Linked DNA regions of Mus musculus: region 1 is linked to region 2. Evidence: chromatin contacts called from public Hi-C data. All regions are on one chromosome and are shown on one strand. Each heading gives the region's core, a stretch centred on a gene start, on an enhancer-like site or on the middle of the called end of the contact. The rest is flanking DNA. Distances are from core to core; before and after follow the strand shown. Region 1 has its middle 120 kb from the start of Gm29865. Region 2 overlaps Papss1 (3'-phosphoadenosine 5'-phosphosulfate synthase 1).

Evidence for each region. A called contact is a pair of places that touch in the nucleus more often than the background predicts.
Region 1: a contact with region 2 is called in a Hi-C map of uterus, with 2.6 times the contacts expected there. The contact joins two enhancer-like sites. A contact is called at or near these places in 4 of 484 Hi-C or Micro-C datasets (all in uterus).

What each region holds. Positions count from the first base shown.
Region 1 is chr3:131,766,715-131,773,065 of GRCm38.p6, reverse strand. No RefSeq gene overlaps it. Among named protein-coding and RNA genes, the nearest start is that of Gm29865, 120 kb to the left of the region's middle. Within about 2 kb of position 2,930, at least 6 of the 459 cell types and tissues checked have an H3K27ac peak or open chromatin away from gene starts, as enhancers often do. A contact at or near this core is called in uterus, where this site is marked.
Region 2 is chr3:131,598,974-131,604,819 of GRCm38.p6, reverse strand. It overlaps Papss1 (3'-phosphoadenosine 5'-phosphosulfate synthase 1), which reads right to left. Exons shown (of 12, transcript NM_011863.2): 6 at 4,842-4,955; 7 at 2,734-2,845. Among named protein-coding and RNA genes, the nearest start is that of Gm36917, 14 kb to the right of the region's middle. Within about 2 kb of position 2,694, at least 19 of the 459 cell types and tissues checked have an H3K27ac peak or open chromatin away from gene starts, as enhancers often do. A contact at or near this core is called in uterus, where this site is marked.

The sequences.
Region 1 (6,351 bases), core at 1,681-4,180, 170 kb before region 2:
TTCTCAGCCTCAGATGTGATTATTTCTCCCTCGCAAGCATTATAAACAGCACCACTATGTAACTAGCTACACTTTGGACCACATTTCAATCTACTGAAATCTCCCCAAATGCCGTGGGACTTAAGCTCCCACTTTTAAGTATCACATCATTAACAATTATTCATGTGAGAGCCAGAGTGGGCGTTTCAATTTAAACAGCTTCAATGACTATGAAATTGCTAGAGCGAAAGACTCAGACTCCTGCTATCAGAGCAGACCCAGGCTCTGCTAAGAATAGCTCCGACCAGAGCCCAAGAGTATTCCCAGAGAATCGTGGATGTGATATATAATAAGGCAGTTTAAGATGCTCAATGTTTGAGCCTCAACTTATTTATCTTTTCCATGTTCCAAATTTAACTTCTGGTTTTAATTTAAAATCACCATAAACTATTTATAACTTATCAGTAAAATGCACATTTACAGAAAGTCATTCCTAGGTCATGGAAGGATTCTTTGGTTTTGTTTTAGAGAGAGGAGGAATGAGTCCAAAGGGTCAATGTTAAAGTCTGTTAAATATGAGCACATGTCTCTCCATCCCAGGATCCCAAGATGGAGAGTGCTCATTCTCCCCTGTTTGTATATTTTATAGCAGATCCAAGTTTGGGTTAAGGTTTTGCAAAGACATACTAGCTTTCATAGACTTTGCCTAATGGTCAAGTTACATCCTTACTGGAACGTGAATGTGAGTCACTCCCCTTCCATGGCCTGCAGTCAACTGCTGTCTTCAATAAAGCTGTGTGAAATAGTGAAATTTTAAACTTGAATGCAGTATCTGACTAGTTGTGAAATAAGGTTTCTTGATCATTCTTGTTTATTCTGAAACTGACAGACAGGTGTGCATTATTCTTCCAGAGGCTTCCAATGAGGTCAGAGGGAAAATATAATATACATTCCATGAACACTGTAGAGCGAGTTCTGGTAACACACAGCTGTTCTTAATTTCTAAACCCGAGTCCTACAGTCAGAATCATAGAACTGTGGCTTTTAAATTCAGAAATGAATTAGGATAAGAAGCCCAAGTAGGGAGAGCCGAGTCCAACAGCTCAGCCTTACCACCCTCATTTTTTTTCTAGCTAGAGATAAAGGATGTACAAATTCCATAAATTGCCTTTTCAGAAAAGAAATGTAAGAAGAAAATATATATGCAAATGTTATATATCAATAGTTGTTATAATGCACTGCTTATGGAAGACAAAAATAGCCTGCATGAGTTAATACTGACACATTTAATTTTTCAAATATTTTCAGTCCATACTTGGCTGAATATGGAGAAATACATTCTCTCTACAAAATGTGCAAAATGTCATGTCTTAAACTATTACATTATATGTCATATCATAAATCCTCCAGGACACATAGCCTATAGATGCAACTGGAATTACAAACCAATATTAGACTGCCATACAAGACGGGGGGAGGGGAGAGGGGGAGGAGAAGGAAGAGAGGGGGAGGGAAAGGGACAGGGTAGGGGAGAGAGGGAGGGGGAGGGGGAGGGGGAGAGAAACAGAAATAGAGGTTGGAAGGGAGTAATGGCAAGTCTTGTCACAGGGCATGGGAGTTTCCCCGGACACTGTGACATGCTGGCCAAAGAGGGTAATGGGAGAAGGGGTTTTTGAGGGTGGGACTGGAAGGGGAGGAGAGAGGGGCACCTGTGATTGGGATATAAAGTGAATAAATTAATTAATGAGAAAAAGGAAGGAAGGAAAGAAAAACCAGCAAAAAAAAATTGCATTCCCAGATCTGGTACCTACTTTGCATATGTAGTGAAAATCATACAAACATAGAGAACAAGAAACAACTGATTCCTTTCTTCATTTCGCCACCACATCTAGCATTGAGCACAAGTTTATAATCTGTGCCACAGAGACCAATTTATCTTGAAAGATGTGAGCTAAATTGTGCAACATTTTCTCACTGCAGAGGGCATAGCTCATCCCCTCATCCCTGTCACTCTGTCATCTCTCCATCTCATGGGGTTTCCACCCAGGTGAGGTAGCTGAACCCCTTTTCCTGATGCAACCATGGTATCACATCACAAAGGCTCTCTGACTTCCTAACAGTGAACACTCACTGTTAGCCATACTCTGCTCACCCAAAAACAACATGGATTCAAAGAACAAGTAGGGATTGAGGAACTATGTCACACCTACCATGGTTTATGTTCCAAAACAATTAATTTGGTTGGGATCTTCCAGTAAAAATATACATTTTATTAAACTGGAAATTGAATACTGATAATGGTTCCTGGGCCCCAGCATGAGAACAGGGATTATATGTTCCTATCTGTGACAGAAATAAAAATGATTACCAAAAAAAAATCTGTAAACATTGCAAAACATTCTTTTGGCCCAGAGCAGGAACTAAAATAATGAAGATTTATTGGGGAGCATGGAGTCTGGTATATTCGATGTTTGTTTATGAATCTATCTTTCATAGCATGTTAGAAAAAAAGCAGACTGAGAATATAACTCATTGCTAAATGTCTGTCCACATTGCCCTATCTGGGAGAATTAATAGCAGAATTAATTTTCACTCTATTATGATAGGAAATTCACATTGCATGGTTTGGGGGGCTTTTCTACTCATTGACGGCTGGAATGGGCTAGAAATGTGGACCATTACATCCCTGTGATTTTAAGTGAGAATGCAGATGAAGGCATAATATTTTGATAGTCAGTCCACTGTGTGTTACAACTAATTGAAAAAAGACTGCTGTCAGGCTGTTGTCCTCTTCTGGACAGCCATCAGGTCAATGATAGAGACCATAGTTTCCCTGTGTTTCCTGGAAACCCTATTCAAGTTTATAAACTTCATTTTAAGGAGTGTGACCACACTTGATGTGTTTACTTCCTTTCCAACAGTTTTTGCCCTTCAAACCCCTCAACACAAATCACCTCCTTAAAAATAAGTTTAATAGGCACTTTGTGCAAACATTGTGGAATTCACCAATGCATCTAGGTGCCAGGAGGCAAGAGAGCAACTGCTGAAGCCAGCTGCAATGTGGATTTGTAGATCCTGGCTTTCTTTTAATCTTAAAATAGCTCGAGCATCCCTGTTGTTGGTCATTTTTCAGATGGAGTCTTCTGTACTTATCTATTTCATATACGTTACTTATCCTGAAGCTTTCACAGTGTGTGAAAGAGTCATCATAAACCACTTTATCTGTGATATACCAGATGCCATGGGCAGGAGACGGTGAAGTCGCATCAAGGGAAAATGTATTCTTAGGAGACTTCTAGAACAGCTCTCCATTCCTCTGAAAACTCCAAACTGTGCTCTGTGTCCTGTCACCCCTGAGCACTTCTGCTTCAGTAAGGATTAGATGGAGATCTCACAATGGGTAGTTTCCAGAACCATTCCAAACAAGAACTAGAGAGGTGACTCAGCACATAAGACTGAGTTCTGCTCTCAAAGGAGACCTGAGTTCAGTTCAGAGTACACATACCACATGGCTCACAACTCCAATTTCAAGGTATGCAGCACTCTCTATTGGCCTCCATGGGTACCCACTCTCATATAGGCAAATGACCCACACATACATATGTGCATACAAATAATTAAAATTAAAGCAAATCTTAAGGAAAGAATCAATCTAAATAATAGTTAAGATAGATTATTTTTTTAATGCAGTACATAGCCAAGCCAACTCAACTTAGAAGGCTGTGGTACTCAGAGTGTGTTTTAGGATGCAACGCACACAAAGAAGATGGCTTTAACTTCTGTCTGAACATAAACAGCTTCCCTTGAAAAGAGTTCAAGTGCCTTCTCCTAGTGTTATTCAGTAATGATCTGCTTTGACAATAAGCCCCATCTAAATTGGATCACAAATGTAATCTGTGGTATTTTTAGGACTTCTTCTCAACATAGAAATACCCAAAGACTGAGTCTGTGTATAAGATGGCTCATTCTTCATTTGTAGACTCTTTGTTTGTTTGTTTGTTTGTTTGGTTTCTTTTTTATTAGATATTTTCTTTATTTACATTTTAAATGTTATCCCCTTTCCTAGTTTCCCCTCCAAAACCCCCCTATCTCCTCCCTCCTCCTCCTGCTCACCAACCCACTCACTTCCCCCTTCCTGGCCATGGCATTCTCCTACACTGAGGCACAGAACCTTCACAGGACCAAGGGCCTCTCCTCCCATTGATGACTGACATGGCCACCCTCTGCTACATATGCAGCTGGAGACATGAGTCCCTTCATGTGTACTCTTTGGTTGGTGGTTTATTCCCTGGGAGGTCTGGAGGTACTGGTTGGTTTATATTGTTGCTCCTCCTATGGGGCTGCAAACCCCTTCAGATCCTTGGGTCCTTTCTCTAGCTCCTCCATTGGGGATCCTGTGCTCAGTCCAATGGGAGACTGAGAGCATCCACCTCTGTATTTGTCAGGCATTGGTAGAGGAACCAGCTATATCAGGCTTCTGTCAACAAGCATTTGTTGGCATCCACAATAGTGTCTGGGTTTGGTGACTGTATATAAGATGGATCCCCAGGTGAGGTAGTCTTTGGATGGCCTTTCCTAAAATCTCTGCTCCACATTTTGTCTCTGTGACTCCTTCCGTGGGTATTTTGTTCCCCCTTCTAAGAAGGATCAAAGTATTCACACTTTGGTCTTCCATCTTCTTGAGCTTCATGTGGTCTATGAATTGTATCTTAAGTATTCCGAGCTTCTGGGCTAATATCCACTTATCAGTGAGTGCATACCATGTGTGTTCTTTTGTGATTGGGTTACCTCACTCAGGATGATGTTTTCTAGTTCCATTCATTTGCCTAAGAAATTCATGAATTCATCTTTTGGATAGCTGAGTAGTACTCCATTGTGTAAATGTATCACACTTTCTGCATCCATTCCTCTGTTGAGGGACATCTGGGTTCTTTCCAGCTTCTGGCTATTATAAATAAGGCTGCTATGAACATTGTAGAGCATGTGTCCTTATTACATGTTGGAGCGTCTCTGGGTATATGCCCAGAAGTGGTAGTGCTGGGTCCTCGTGTCCAATTTTCTGAGGAACTGCCAGACTGATATCCAGAGTGGTTGTACAAGCTTGCAATCCCACCAGCAATGAAGGAGTGTTCCTCTTTCTCCACATCCTCACCAGCATCTGCTGTCACCTGAGTTTTTGAATTTAGCCATTCGGACTGGTGAAAGGTGGAATCTCAGGGTTGTTTTGATGTGCATTTCCCTGACGACTAAGGATGTTGAACATTTCTATAGGTGCTTCTCAGCCATTCGCTATTCCGCAATTGAGAATTTTTTGTTTAGCTCTGAACAAAGAATTTTTTAATAGGGTTATTTGGTTCTCTGGAGTCTACCTTCTTGAGTTCTTTGTATATATTGGATATTCGCCCTCTATCAGATGTAGGATTGGTAAAGATCTTTTCCTAATCTGTTGGTTTGCTATTTTGGGATAGCAAAACTATTCTCAACAATAAAAGAATAAATAGAATTGAAGACCCAGAAATGAACCCACACACCTACGGTCACTTGATCTTTGACAAAGTAGCTAAAACCATCCAATGGAAAACAGACAGTATTTTCAACAAATGGTGCTGGTTCAATTGGAAGTTGGCAGGTAGAAGAATGCAAATTAATCCATTCTTATGTCCTTGTACAAAGCTCAAGTCCAAGTGAATTTCTTTCTTTCTTTCTTTCATCCTTAGTACCTACACATAAAACCAGATACACTGACACTAATAGAAAATAAAGTGGAGAGAGCCTCGTGCACATGGGCACAGGGAAAATTTTCCTGAACAGAACACCAATGACTTATGCTCTAAGATCAAGAACTGACAAATGGGACCTCATAAAATTGCAAAGCTTCTGTAAGGCAAAGGACATCTGTATCCAGATGCTGCTCATGGGGCAATGAATGCACTGGGACACTGCTGTGCATTCTCTTAGTGCCTACTGTATGCTGGGAGCTGTGTGTTGCTTTATAATTTACTCACCACATAGGAAAGACTGGCTGATGGGCACTGTTGCTGTTAAAAGGAGCAACAAGTTCAGGTGCAGGGTTAATAGCAAGTTGGCTGCAGATGACACTACTGTGCTACACATTTCACACAATTAGAAAGAACTTTGAAAGATCCATGAAAGAAAAGAAAAATTCAGGGCTGGAAAGATGGCTTCATGGATAAAAGATGGCTCCTGAATTAGCACCAGTACCTAGGTTGAATTCCAAGGAAGACAGCATAAGCATGTTATGTCAGCATTGGGGGGGGGGTGGAAACAGGTGGAGCCACAGAGCTCAAGAGCTGCCATTGTAACCAACCAGTAAGGGCTTGATTCAGTGAGAAATCCTATATCAACCAATAA
Region 2 (5,846 bases), core at 1,445-3,944:
ATACCCAGAAGATGCTCCAACTGGTAATAAGGACACATGCTCCACTATGTTCACAGCAGCCTTATTTATAATAGCCAGAAACTGGAAAGAACCCAGATGTTCCTCAATAGAGGAATGGATACGGAAAATGTGGTACATTTACACAATGGAATACTACTCAGCTATTAAAATCAATGAATTAATGAAATTCTTAGGCAAATGAACAGAACTAGAAAATATCATCCTGAGTGAGGTAACCCAATTGCAAAAGAACACACATGGTATGCACTCACTGATAAGTGGATATTAGCCCAAAAGCTCCAAATAACCAGGATACAATTCACAGACCACATGAAGCTCAAGAAGAAGGAAGACCAAAGTGTGGGTGCTTCCGTCCTTCTTAGAAGGAGAACAAAATACTCACAGGAGCAAATATGGAGACAAAGTGTAGAGCAGAGACTAAAGGAAAGACCATCCAGAGATTGCCCCACCTGGGGATTCATCCCATATACAGTTACCAAACCCAGACACTATTGTGGATGCCAAGAAGTGCATGCTGAAAGGAGCCTGATATGGCTGTCTCCTGAGAGGCCCTGCCAGAGCCTTACAAATACAGAGACAGATATTAGCAGCCAATCATTGGACTGAGTGCAGAGACCCCAATAGAGGAGTTAGAGAAAGGTCTGAAGGAGTTGAAGGGGTTTGCCACCCCATAGGAGAATAAAATAACAACCAACCAGACCCCCCAGAGCTCCCAAGGACTAAGCCATCAACGAAGGAGTACCCATGACTCCAGCTGCATATGTTGCATAAGATGGCCTTGTCAGGCATCAATGGGAGGAGAGGTCCTTGGTCCTATGAAGGCTGTATAGAAGCCCCAGTGTAGGGGAATCGAGGGTGGGGAGGTGGGAGTGGGTGGGTGGGTGGAGGAACACCCTCATAGAAGCAGAGGGAGGGAGGATGTGATACGGTGTTTCCGGGAGGGTGGGAAATGGGGAAAGGAGATAACATTTGAAATGTAAATAAAGAAAATATTAAATAAAAAAGGAAAAAAGGGACTAACATTATATCAGATACTAATTCTTACAAGTCAACTAACTGTCCTTGAGAAAAAGATTAATACAGAATTATAAATATAAAAGAAACAATTTATGAGGCAGGCGGATTTCTGAGTTCGAGGCCAGCCTGGTCTACAGAGTGAGTTCCAGGATATCCAGGGCTACACAGAGAAACCCTGTCTCATAAAAACAAAAAAAACAAAAAATAGTAATAATCTGTACATCCCATTAAATGAATTAGACCAAGAACTCTATTTCTTTGGAAGGAAAATTAAATCTTTACTGAAAAGATTTAAATCACTATGTGTATCCCTGAGTGCACCTGCATGACAAAGGTATCTACCTTTACTTATTCACTTCCTTAGTGCGTGTGTGCTGTGTGCATGTGAGTAGGTGTATGCTTAGCCCAGGGGTGGATGCTGGGTGTCATGCTCTATGACTGCCTCCCACCTTGTTCCCTTGAGACAGAGTCTCTCATTACACTGGCATTCCAGGAGGGCTGGCTGGCCACCACGCTCCCAGGATCTGCCTTTCCACTCCTTGGCGCTGGGCTCACAGGCACACAGGGCCACGCCCAGCTTTTACAAGGTCTTAGCAATCTGGACTCAGGTTCCTGCTTTACAGCAAGGCTCTTAACCAAGGAGCCACTTACCCAGCCCTCCCCCTTTTTAATTACACTCTTATTACCGTCAGAATCAAACCAATGTCAGCTGTCACTGGCCAAGAAACAAAAGCAGCAATCAGTGGCTCCAATTAATCTAAACTGTGTTACCAGTGAGCCCAAGGCACCGTCTCCGTTCCCAGCCTGCGACGATGTGGATGTTTTGTTTTACTCTGGGTTTTTTGTTGTTGTTTGGTTTGGTTTGGTTTTGTCTTTTGCCGTAGATTCTCTTTACTGAGCCCTGGAAGTCCTGGAACTGGCTATCTATGTAAGGTTGGCTTCAAACTCACAGAGATCTACTTTTCTTGGCCTGTGTTAGGATTGAAGGTATGTGACCTGCCACCACGTCCATCTGTGTGTGTGTGTGTGTGTGTGTGTATAAGTCACTATAACATATGATAAAATGCACTGTCAGATTCCTATTTGAATTTATATATTAAAATAATTATACGTGTAAAAAATCATGAACAAAAAATATTTGGAAAAAGTTGTCAGCCATGAATGAATCTGTATGTACTTCCAAAATGACTAGGAATTATAAAACTCCTAAAAATTATGACATTACTAGGAATTAAGATGAAAAAGCAATAAGCCAATTTGCATTAAATTCCAGGCTGAGTCAAACAGCTAACTCCAAGGAGGACAATCAATATAATATTTAATCTTTACAGAAAACAAACACAGAAACAAAACAGCCCCTGACTCCACAGGCTTCGGAGAGCAATGGTTCCAGACGTGTGCCCTGAGGGAGGCAGCTCACCACGGTGGGCAGGCTAGCGTGGCACAGGGAAACAATGTGCTTTCAGGATTCACTTTCTGTCCTTCTGCCCCCACAATGAATAACACTCACGGGGAGGGAAAGTGGAAACGAGATCCCACGGTTCACTCAAAGTGTTCAGAACGAAAACAGCTTAGTCTTCATGACAGCTCTACTGAGAGAGGCGCCATGACTACCTTTACGAGACGTGACAAATACTTTAAACCATGCCATGCCTCCTCCACACACAACTCAATTTTTGACGTGGACTATCTTACCATCCAGAAGACAATCGAAATGGAGGCACTGCAAGTACTCCCTCTCTCTCATGAAGCCGTTCAGAGGAGTCGCCCAACCTTCTGCCAAAACCTGCACCCACTGCATATCCACCTAGTAAATGAGACAGTAAAAAAAACAACAACTTATTTCCAGTGTTTATGAACCCAAGCAGTAAAAAGTGATACATTTCAGCTGGAAAGTAATGGGGACAGACATAGCAGTGATGGTTGTGGATCCTACAAACCGAGGAAAAACTAAGAACTCTAGGAGAACAAGCTTTTCTCTAGCATATTCATAACACATCACCCGACACACTTCTACCAGGGACGGCCTCTCCAGTGGACCTCAAGCATCAATGTGTGTCAGGCAGCTTATGAGAGGGGTGTTACAACACATATTGCTAGATGGGCTTGGGGGTGCAAACTTGGGAGAGGTAGGCAGATTGCTGTGATTCAATGTGGCCTGGTATATATGGTAAGTCTCTGGCCAGTCAGGCTGTATGCTAAGGGCCTGTCTCAAAGCAAACAAACAAATGCAGATTGCATCACATTTAATTTCCAAGGCAATGGAAATTTTACAATTCTGCCAAGTTCCCAGAACTGTAGACAGTGAAGATCTGAAAACTCCATGCTGATAGTCACTATCCTAAATCAAAAAATACTTTAAACAAAATATTTACAACAGTCTCTCTCCCAGGGCCTTCACCTTACAAAGATCACTATTGCTTTTAACCTCAGGGCCTGTGGTACATCCCCTCAGAGCACTCAAGAACTTGTGAACCGCATATGTCATTCGGCAACGGCTCCCCAATGAGAGAAGGCTGAGCACATGGCCAATTGTGTGGAGTAAAACAGAGTCTCACATTTATTCCCAAAGCCTGTTGCCCAGTGTGTGCAAGGAGACACGAGGAATTGTACAGCCTCAACTCACAGGAGAAACTGTTTGTGGAGACGCTTTCTCCACTTGCAAGTTCCCCTTACTTAGCTTCCCTAAGCCATGACACTGGTTATTCCTTGTCTCAACCCTAGCTGGCCTCTGTGAGGAGCCTGTATCCCTGCAAAGGTCTTAGGTTGAAGCCTTAGCCTTCCATGACCAGAGAGGACTTGTGAGGAAGCGCGTCTTGTGGGTAAACAGAACAGAGCTGAAACCTTCTGGGCTGAAAGAAGTTTCCATTAGGCTTCCACAGTCCAATACACCCACAGATAGCTCTCTCTTCCCCTCTGTCTGTACAGACGCCCGTTCCTCCACCGCAGCGGCCGGGAGGGCTCTGCTTTATCCCGTCTCTCCCTGACGGGACCCAACCACGAAAACCCATCAAGTCTGACGCCTACCAAAGCTCTCAACACCATGGAAGAGTCTTTGGCCAGGCTGAGTCCAGTTCTGCATCCTCAGTACTGAGAGGACACGTCCTTAAGTATTCTAGAATCTTGTTCTTATGAACGAAGGGCTGAAGGAAAAGCCAACTTCTACTCCGTACACTTATCCTATACCTATGTGGGGTTCTCCTTGTTTTTTTCTTTTATATCTGTTTTTAAAATATGTAGAAATTGTACAATTTAAAGTTCCCTAAGATTTGAGACTAAGTTATGGCTTCCTCTCTCATCCTGTCTAGTTTAGCTCAGTGGCTGTTAATTAAGAAAGGCACCCGATGATACCATTAGGCAGAGATGTACAACAGAACCATTCCTAATTTGTCCATTTTTCTTCATATAAGGGAGAGTCAAGTGTTGAGCAGGAAATTGAGAAACATGTTAAAAGAGTAAAAGTTCATTTTAATTATTATGGATTAGCATTTCTTAATGCTTTAGAAACAATCCTTTCTCTTATGCCCCCCAAATCTCACATACTCTTTGTCCTTTGATATTTCAAAATAAACAAATGTAACTAAAAGCAAATCAAAGTCACGGTAATGTGGGAATATTGTACCCCATTAAACACACTGCCCATCCTTGCGAACTATGATATACACCACAACACCCTGACCCTGCTACTGCTACCCTGGCTTCAGACACAAGGCTAAGCCTCCCCCCAACCCCACCCCATTCATCATGCTAACAGCTCCACAGGAGGCTGCGTCCCTTGCTCTAAGAAGCAAAAGAGAACTTACTTTATTGATTTTCAGGGCTGGTAAGGCTTCTGCATCAGTTTTGGCCAAGTGAAGTTTATTCTCTGGCACATATAGCTCTTTCACTTCATAGGAAGCATCCACAGGGACGATGTCCTTCACAGCAACAAGAGGGAAATTAGACATTTCATCCAACAGTGCAGTTAGCCTTAAGAGACCAAGAAAAGTAAGCATTTCTGATGGAAAGGGGGCTTTCGGGCCACATTCCTTCTTCAACTTCTCTAATATTAACTGGTCTACTCCCCAGTAACACCTACTCTCAAGAAGTCAATATCATGTTCCATGATCTAGTGGGAAGGAATAAATTCCTAAAATCTACTCTGTGTCAGAACAGGCAACTGTAAACAGAGCTGATCCCAGATACAATGCGACAAAGATTTCAAACATGAAACAACCATGAAAATTCCATTTTCCATGTGTACCTTTATCCTTAGTGTCACTAAAACACCATTTTATTCATAAAATTAATATCCTAGAATGAGTCAAATTCCTCTCACAGTCATTGAAAACTAATATTTTTTTGATCCCGCATGAAATAGTCTGGACTTCTGCAAAGTTCCAAGTATGAGAGTGAGCCAGGCTTCGTTGCTGCTCATCCTCCATGAACTGTGTGTGTGAGCACAGAGAGCAGAGAGAAGCGTTTGTTTGCAGGCACGTGGAAGTGTGTGCATGATACAGCATAGCCTCTTAGACTGCTACTAGGAGAGCTTTACCAGGCTTGCTCCTAACATGTTACTGTGCTCTACAGAATTCTAAATAGGTTTGACCACTTTAACTCTTTAACATCGAGTCTGTCAGATCATCTCTGTTAGCACACAAATTACAACCAACTGTGGGCTTTTCATACATGTGCCCAAGCAATGCCTCATTATTCAAAATAAAAAAAAAATTCTCAAGAGAATAAGAGGACACAGCCATCGCCTAGGAAAAAGTCTTTGAAAACAAACAAACAAAAGACTGTTCTCCAAAATCAGCAAGAAACCTTAA